Regions from separate parts of the Triticum aestivum genome. Here region 1 is linked to region 2. Evidence: chromatin contacts called from public Hi-C data. All regions are on one chromosome and are shown on one strand. Each heading gives the region's core, a stretch centred on a gene start, on an enhancer-like site or on the middle of the called end of the contact. The rest is flanking DNA. Distances are from core to core; before and after follow the strand shown.

Region 1 (4,223 bases), core at 96-2,595, 330 kb before region 2:
GTTCAAGACTGCATGAACAAACACTATAATTTGTGGCAGTTGACTGCCAATGGATTCATCTTTACAGTTCAAGAGTGACTGAACAAACACTATAATTTTTAACAATTAAACAACCAATGAATTCATCTTTCACCATGGGTTATGATTGAAAACAATGCATGTTGTGTCATGTTATTCTCTATTCTCTATACAAAGCATGCTCACCATGCTGGGTTATGTGAATTATGGCTGACAGTTACTATCGACAGCGATGCATGGTCACTGGAAAGCTGAAGACATGGCCCCGCAAGCAACATGAATGTCAGCTGCATCTAGCAAGAGCCGCAGAGCAGCATCATCAACACGCATGATTTAGATGCTCCTCATTCTTTCAAGTGCCTAGCTTCTTCTTAACGTCTCCATGCGCAACGAGACTCGGTCTTTGTGGCTTGGGTGATCTCCAACTTCTGTTCTGTGTACATGCGTTTATGCATATCGATAGCTCTGTGCTTCAGATGCATCCTCCACCTCCAGGGTTAAAACAGCTTGTTGTACAAGAGACCGCAGATGGGAAATTCAAGGATGAATTTCTGTGGTCTTGTATTCCTAAGTTGATTGCCAAAAACCCCGAAATACCAATGTGTTGATATATATGTGGATTTTGAAAAAAAATCTCTATTTTCTACTCCCTCCGTCCCATAATATAAGAACATTTTTTACACTAGTAGCTCTTGCTGAATTTACTGTCAGTAATGTCTGAACTGAAAATAGTTCTGTGGCAAACTGAAGTGCGTATGGAATGGAATATGGATCAAGCTTGTCATGTGGCTTACAGTAACTGTTATGCTAAAGGAACACCGAATCCCTTAGAAACTGAGATGGGATGACATTTATAGAGCTTCACGCTGAAGTTAATAATTAGTCAGAAAACTCTTCGATTGCATCAACTATGTGTGCGTATCATCTTGCAAATGGTCATTTTACGAAGTTCTGAAACCAAGCCAGAGTGGGAAATGTGACTTCTCTCTCCGCGGGACTGAGACGAGTGCTCAACGAGATTCTTTTTTTGTTGCAAAAAAAACGAGATTCTTTTTTTTAAGGCAGAGAAAATCGCTTTAAACACAACGAAAAATACATTTATTTTTTCTGGGTCAGATTCGGCCCAAACCAAGTCTCTGGGCTAGAATGCAAAATGCTTGTGCTGTGAACATTTCAGTGGCAACCCACGAAGACCCAGTAATCCCACACCCAACCACTTTCTTAGAAACAAGCGCATTCCCTCACCGACATGTGGGTCCTCCGCAAGCCAAGCTACGGGCACCCAGCGCTTCTCCCCCACTTGGCAGGCTCCCTCCACGCCACTTCTCTATTTCTCCCCCCATCTCTTCCTCCTCCCCGATCCATCCGACCGCAACAAACCCTAGCACCGCCAGATCTCCACCTCCGCCGCCGCCGGAGAGGCCACCCAACAGATCTCCCCGATGGCGTTCCGCCGACTCCTCTCGGCCGCAGTGCGCCGCCGCTCCGCCGCGGCGGCGGCGGCGGCCGGGAACGCGCGCGAGGCCTCCACGGCTGTCGCCGCGGGCCCCGGCGCCATCGCCCCCGACGCGCCCGCCGTCCACGCCCCGGTGATGGCGTACGACCGGATCGCCGACGCTGTCAACGCGCGCGTCCGCCGCCTCGAGCACCCGGACCCCCGCTTCCTCCGCTACGCCAACCCCGTCCCCGCGCACGTCGACCACACCGCCATCCTCGAGGCGCCGGAGACCAAGGTCACCACGCTCGACAACGGCCTGCGCGTCGCCACCGAGTCCTCTCTCTCCTCGCGCACGGCCACCGTTGGTGTCTGGATCGACGCCGGGAGCAGGTACGAGACGGAGGAGGCGGCCGGGGTCGCCCATTTCGTGGAGCACATGCTGTTCAAGGGCACGGGGACGCGCAGCGCCGGGCAGCTCGAGCAGGAGATCGAGGACATGGGCGGCCACCTCAACGCCTACACCTCGCGGGAGCAGACCACCTACTACGCCAAGGTGCTCGACAAGGACGTGCCACGTGCCATGAATGTTCTCGCGGACATTTTGCAGGACTCTAAGCTCGAGGACAACCGCATTGAACGCGAGCGCAGTGTCATTCTCCGAGAGATGGAGGAGGTTAGTTTCCTGATGCGTATATGTTTGCTTGAGTTAATCACTCCTTTCCACTGCAATAAGGATCTGTTTAGGTGATTTGACGGACAATTTCTTAAACTACCTTAGGTTGATTGCATCATGCCTTCTCTAGTGTTTATTAATATGCATTTCTTGTTTATTGTGATGTTTTTAACCAATCCATATAGAATTCTCTGAGATGATAAGGACTAACTTACAGAGACTTGATTTCTTAGTGTTAGGAATTGTTATGAACTGCTATATGTAAGACGACAGCTGTAAAATGGGCATTTGCTATCAAACTAGTTGGAACGAATACAGATATCAATTTAAGAAAAGAAAAACATGTAACGGTTTGCATTTTTTTTGAACTTACATTTGCCCAATAGGTCCTCACAGAAAATAAGAACTGATCAAAGGCCTAATTTCTTAGTATGTGACATTGTTCTAATTGTATCAAGCTGCTTTAGACTTAGATCTTAGAAGGGAAGGCAACATTGGCATTTGATATCAAACTGTCCCAAATCAATCTGGTTAGGAGTTCGGAGCAAAAATGAATATTGTATGCCTGTGAAAAAAATCTTATGAATTTGCTGAGAAGATTATTCAAGTAGAGTAGAATGTTGCTCGACCATAATGAGTTTAAATCATGGTTTTCGAGTCGCGACTCATGCGAGTCGCTCTGGGGCAGCGACTCGGAAGAAGTCGAGCCTGCGTTGTGACTAGTCGCGACTCTCGAGTCGACACTAAGCTGAGTCGACCATATTTTTCTGACTAATAGACTAGTCGTCGACTAGTCGTGACTAGTCGAGCGACTCAAAATCCATGGTTTAAATGGACCAACCTGCAAGGTTAATCATGCATCCAATAGATGCTTCTCTCAGAAAGAAAAAAGTACTCCCTTTGTCACATAATATAAGAACGTTTTTCAAGTTTTGTTAGTTTTGAAAAATGTTCTTATATTATGGGACGGAGGGAGTACCTAATATGGATGGAAATAACTTAACTCAATCTTTGGGTTTTATGAGCATACAAGTTTCATGTTCGGCTCTATTATTTACAGACTTCATTTTGGATTCAGTAAGTTGTTATTAGTCGTGTCAAGCTGCAACCCGGACGTGCAACATTTCTGAGATGCTACTACTATATGTCTTGCTGTGTTTTCTTGAGCTCACTTTTTTTTTCTGACTCTCCTATGTTATGTAGGTTCAGGGACAGTCGGAGGAAGTTATATTCGATCATCTCCATGCAACTGCATTCCAGTATACTTCTCTTGGCAGGCCAATCTTGGGTTCTGCTGATAATGTCAAGTCTATCACCAAAAAGAATCTCATAGACTACATTCAAAAGCATTACACGGCTTCTAGAATGGTACTTGAGATTAAAAATTATGTGTCCGTAATACATTTGGATATCTATCATTTTGTCGTATTGCTATTACCTCAGTAGGGTGGAGTATCTCCTAGTCGTAAATAACATGTGTTTTTGTGTGTTTTCAGGTCATTACTGCTGCTGGTGCTGTTAAGCATGATGATATTGTACAACAGGCAAAAGAGCTGTTCAAATCGCTGCCAACTGACCCTACAACAACTAACATGTTGGTTGCTGAGCAGCCAGCCATTTTTACTGGTTCTGAGGTATGTACTTTACTGTAAGTTTACCTGTGCTGTTCAAATCATTGATTATTTTATGCTACTCAATAGGTACGAATCATTGATGATGACATGCCCCTTGCCCAATTTGCTGTTGCCTTCAATGGAGCATCCTGGACAGATCCTGATTCTATTGCATTAATGGTTATGCAAACTATGCTTGGTTCGTGGAACAAGAGTGCTGGAGGAGGGAAGCACATGGGGTGGGTTCCTTACCTATTATACACCCTTTCATCTTGTCATTTCCTTGTGTATAACCAAGTTCCTTTGTCGAAATGACTTAAAAAACAATCCACTGATCATATTTCACTTTGTTCTCCTGATACGTTGATACAGTTCGGAGCTTGTACAGAGAGTAGCAATCAATGACATAGCTGAGAGTATAATGGCATTCAATACAAACTATAAGGACACTGGCCTGTTTGGTGTCTATGCTGTTGCTAAG
Region 2 (4,326 bases), core at 297-2,796:
GTCACTCCGGGGTTGCCAGATCATAACACGTAGTAGGTGACTATAACTTGCAAGATCGGATCTAGAACATAGATATAATGACGATAACATAAATGGTTCAGATCTGAAATCATGGCACCCGGGCCCAAAGTGACAAGCATTGAGCATGGCAAAGTCATTGCAGCATCAATCTCAGAATATAATGGATACTAGGGATCAAGCCCTAACAAAACTAACTCGGTTACATGATGAATCTCATCCAACTCCTCACCGACTAGCGAGCCTCCGAAGGAATTACTCACTCCCGGTGGGGGGCATCATGGAATTGCCGATGAAGAAGGGTTGGTGATGACGAAGATCGAAGGTCCCCCCTCTCCGGAGCCCCAAACAGACTCCAGATCTGGCCTCCCAGTGAGAACAGGAGGTGGCGGCGGCTCCATCTCGTGAAACGCAATAATTCTTTCTCTCCTATTTTTTCTGGAAATATGTGATTTTATAGCGTCGATTTCAGGGTCTACGGGGCCACCAGGTGGGGACAACCCACCATGGCACGCCCAGGTGCCCCCTCCGGTGGTTCTTGGCTCCAGAAATTATCTTTATTTGTATAAAAATTCCTTGCAAAGTTTCGTTCCAATCCGAGAACTTTTATTTCCGCACAGAAACACCACCATGTTAATTCTGCTGAAAACAACGTCAGTTCGGGTTAGTTTCATTCAAATCATGCAAATTAGAGTCCAAAACAAGAGGAAAAGCGTTAGGAAAAGTAGATACGACGGAGACGTATCAGCAGGTGACATTGATGAGCGTCAGGTCTGGCGCGGGAGCATGGGAGGGGGGTGAAGGAATCTTGTTGGCGTCAGGCGCACCCTGCAACCCGGGGCAAGGGGAGGACGAGGACATGAAGCGTCCGGCGAAAGCCGACAGGCGACGAGGACGAGGTTGGAGACGGAGCTAGCCGGGGCGCCCCATCGCCATCTTCCTGGGCCGACACGGGCTTCGAATGATGCTCCTCCGGTGGTGGCGAGGTGGTGGTAGTGGTGGCGTGTGTGTGTGCGCGTGCGCACGTGTGTGGTGGGTGGGGGGCGGGGTTGGGAGGGGGTTGTGGTTGGGTTGTGGAGGGGGTTGAGATGAGTGATTTATGCGTGTGCATGTAGAGCAGAATGCGTACGTCATTGGGCTTTCGTCTGGATATATGTACCCCACTTCTATCATTAATGAAGACTACAGTGGATCTTTCATTCATTATGTTATTTACTTTTCACTTCAAACATTTTTTTTGTTATGTTACAAAAGTACAGACAAATGTGCTTAGCCACGTGGAGCACAAAGTCCAGCAGAAACTCTATCCTAACAACTGGGGTCCGGCCGCCACATCATCCCTCAACCGTAAAGCGTGCCTTTTACTCACCCTTGTCCTCGCGGAAGACGCGACAGCGAGCTTTCTGTTAGCACTACTACCTGCTCCACGTCACAGGACCCCATCCGAGGCGTCGGCTCCCGATCCGACGGCTCAGAGGGCCAACGACCCGCTGTCCCGCCTCGTCCCCCCGCCTGCTGCTCCCGTGCTTCTCCCTCTAAAACCCACGCGCTCCTCTTCCTGCACTCTCGTCTCGTGTTCCTCGGCATCTCCCTCCCTCCTTCCTCGGCCTTGGGTCTCACGCCCTCTCGTCAACCGCGGCGGCGGCGGCGGCGGCGAACAGCGTTCCTCTCTCCTCGGCGTCGGGTCTCCCGTCCGCCAGGTAAGGCCGCTTGCTAATGCCTCCTCGCCCTCCCGCTCCCGCCTGGATCTCCAGCAAGCAGTTTCAGAGTTTCAGATTCAGTCGTCGGCTCGTTGCTAGTTAGAATTGTGATTTCGTGGCGATTGGTTTGATTGTTTGCCAGTGCTGGACGCGGCATGACGGGACATGCCGCTGGTTCGGTGGTATGTAAGAATTGCAGAGCCCATATTTGCTAAATTTATCTGGCATCCAGGCTTTTCTCATTCGTCGGGATTCTAGGCTGACGATCATTGCGTGCTAAGTAGTCATCATAACAATATGAGTTGTTAGCCTTCATATTTGTCATTGGTGAAAATTACAGTGGCTAACTACTACTCCCTCCGGCCCTAGTATAAAGTTGTACCGGAGTTGAGACACTTATTTTGGGACGGACGGAGTACTAGTTTTCTCCGACCAATTATCCGGTGCGTGATTCATCTCTGTACGTTACTGAGATGAACAGGAGAACAATTCAGATATTTGCGAATCATATGCTTTATTTCATGCAGATTGGTTCTAGCAAGCGGTTGCTCGTATGATGCAGATCGCTCGCCCAATTATCTGTGATTTAGAATTATGATTATTCGATGTAGCAAACATAGATCCTGCCTGCGCATTTTGAATCAAGACTCCTGTGATGATTTAAACTGAACTCTGTGTTTTACCTTGAATTTTAATCTTACCGTACCCTGAATATATGTTACAATGTTGGTAGCTTCACTTGTGTTCCAGTCAAATAGACTCTTCTTAACTTAATCATAATCAATTGTTGCCTGTGATGCTATATTAGTTCTACCAAGTTGAGGGTTTCATTAAGTTTCCCAGATTACTTTGTACTTCAGTTTTCTGTTTGCATTGAGAAATGTTGATTTATTTTTCTTTTCCTCAACACAGGACCATGGCTGGCGGTTTTAGAGTGCTGCATCTTGTCAGGCCCTTTCTGGGTTTCTTACCGGAAGTACAGAGTGCTGATAGGAGAATTCCTTTCAGAGAAAAACTCATCTACACTGTTATTTCCCTCTTCATTTTCCTAGTGTGCAGCCAGCTCCCGCTCTATGGCATCCATTCAACTACTGGAGCTGACCCTTTCTACTGGTTGCGTGCTATTCTTGCATCAAACCGTGGTACTGTTATGGAGCTGGGTATCACTCCAATTGTGACATCTGGAATGGTGATGCAACTTCTGGTAGGATCAAAGATCATTGAAGTTGACAACAGTGTGAGAGAGGATCGTGCACTTCTGTAAGTACTAAAATGGCAAAATCTCCTTGTTGTATACTCCCTCCATCCCAAAATACTTGTCGGAGAAATGATTAAAAATAGATGTATCTACAACTAAAATACATCTAGATACATCCACTTGTCCGACAAGTATTTCCGGACGGAGGGAGTACTATTCATTGATTATGTTTCCATAATCTGATCAGTACAAAGTCTAACATCTATTCAAGGAATAACCAGTGGAACTAATTCAAGATTCCTCACTCTTATTTCCTGTATCCGATGTTGGTCTTCTTATGCATGGTACCTTTTCTTACTCAGGAATGGTGCACAAAAGTTGCTTGGTATCCTGATTGCTATTGGAGAAGCTGTGGCATATGTCTTGTCTGGAATGTATGGCAGTGTAAGCCAACTAGGAACAGGGAATGCTATTCTCATTATACTTCAGCTTTTCTTTGCTGGCATCATTGTCATCTGTCTGGATGAACTTCTCCAGAAAGGATATGGTTTGGGTTCTGGCATCTCTCTATTCATCGCTACCAACATCTGGTAACCTTACTGAGTTTTATTTCTCTTCGGTCATTAAAATATTGCTCTGTGATTCCTTGGCTCATGGTAAACTTTTGTCATACAGTGAGAATATCATCTGGAAGGCGTTTAGCCCCACAACCATCAACAGCGGACGTGGTGCTGAATTTGAAGGGGCTGTCATTGGATTGTTCCATCTGTTGATTACCAGAACTGACAAAGTCCGTGCCCTACGGGAGGCTTTCTACCGCCAGAATCTTCCAAACGTGACCAACTTACTTGCTACTGTCCTGGTCTTCCTCATTGTTATCTATTTCCAAGGCTTCCGTGTTGTGCTTCCAGTGAGATCAAGGAATGCCCGTGGGCAGCAGGGTTCATATCCAATTAAACTGTTTTACACATCAAATATGCCCATCATTCTGCACTCTGCACTGATTACCAACCTCTACTTTATATCTCAGGTACTAATTTTGATTCTAGTGCTTTTGTTCTAAATTGCTGTATGTATGTGAAAGTGCTAACACGTTTTTATTGCTATTGCAGCTTCTTTACAAGAAGTTCAGTGGCAACTTCTTGGTTAACCTTCTCGGTATATGGAAGGAATCTGAGTATTCAGGCCATTCTATCCCCGTTGGTGGTCTTGCATACTATGTAACTGCCCCATCAAGGTGGATAACTAGTTTTTTTTTTACATTAACACCTACCTGTTCTTATCATGCTTTTGGTTTCTTTTACTCCGTCACAACACACACTGTTCTTGATGTACTTATCTGAACATGTTGGAAACCATGCAGTTTGGCTGATGTTGTCGCAAATCCATTCCATGCGCTGTTCTATGTGG

The links. A called contact is a pair of places that touch in the nucleus more often than the background predicts.
Region 1: a contact with region 2 is called in a Hi-C map of leaf, with 2.9 times the contacts expected there. The contact joins the promoter of LOC123092990 here to the promoter of LOC123092987 in region 2. A contact is called at or near these places in 2 of 5 Hi-C or Micro-C datasets (leaf and an unstated tissue).

What each region holds. Positions count from the first base shown.
Region 1 is chr4B:513,163,000-513,167,222 of IWGSC CS RefSeq v2.1, reverse strand. LOC123092990 (probable mitochondrial-processing peptidase subunit beta, mitochondrial) reads left to right here and starts at 1,345. Exons shown (of 9, transcript XM_044514863.1): 1 at 1,345-2,129; 2 at 3,333-3,497; 3 at 3,626-3,763; 4 at 3,830-3,981; 5 at 4,115-4,223. The coding sequence starts at 1,461. It overlaps LOC123092991 (neurofilament heavy polypeptide), which reads left to right. Exons shown (of 8, transcript XM_044514864.1): 8 at 249-703. The coding sequence ends at 273.
Region 2 is chr4B:512,831,619-512,835,944 of IWGSC CS RefSeq v2.1, reverse strand. It overlaps LOC123092987 (protein transport protein Sec61 subunit alpha), which reads left to right and starts at 1,546. Exons shown (of 7, transcript XM_044514860.1): 1 at 1,546-1,718; 2 at 2,631-2,978; 3 at 3,279-3,506; 4 at 3,592-3,946; 5 at 4,029-4,153; 6 at 4,280-4,326. The coding sequence starts at 2,635.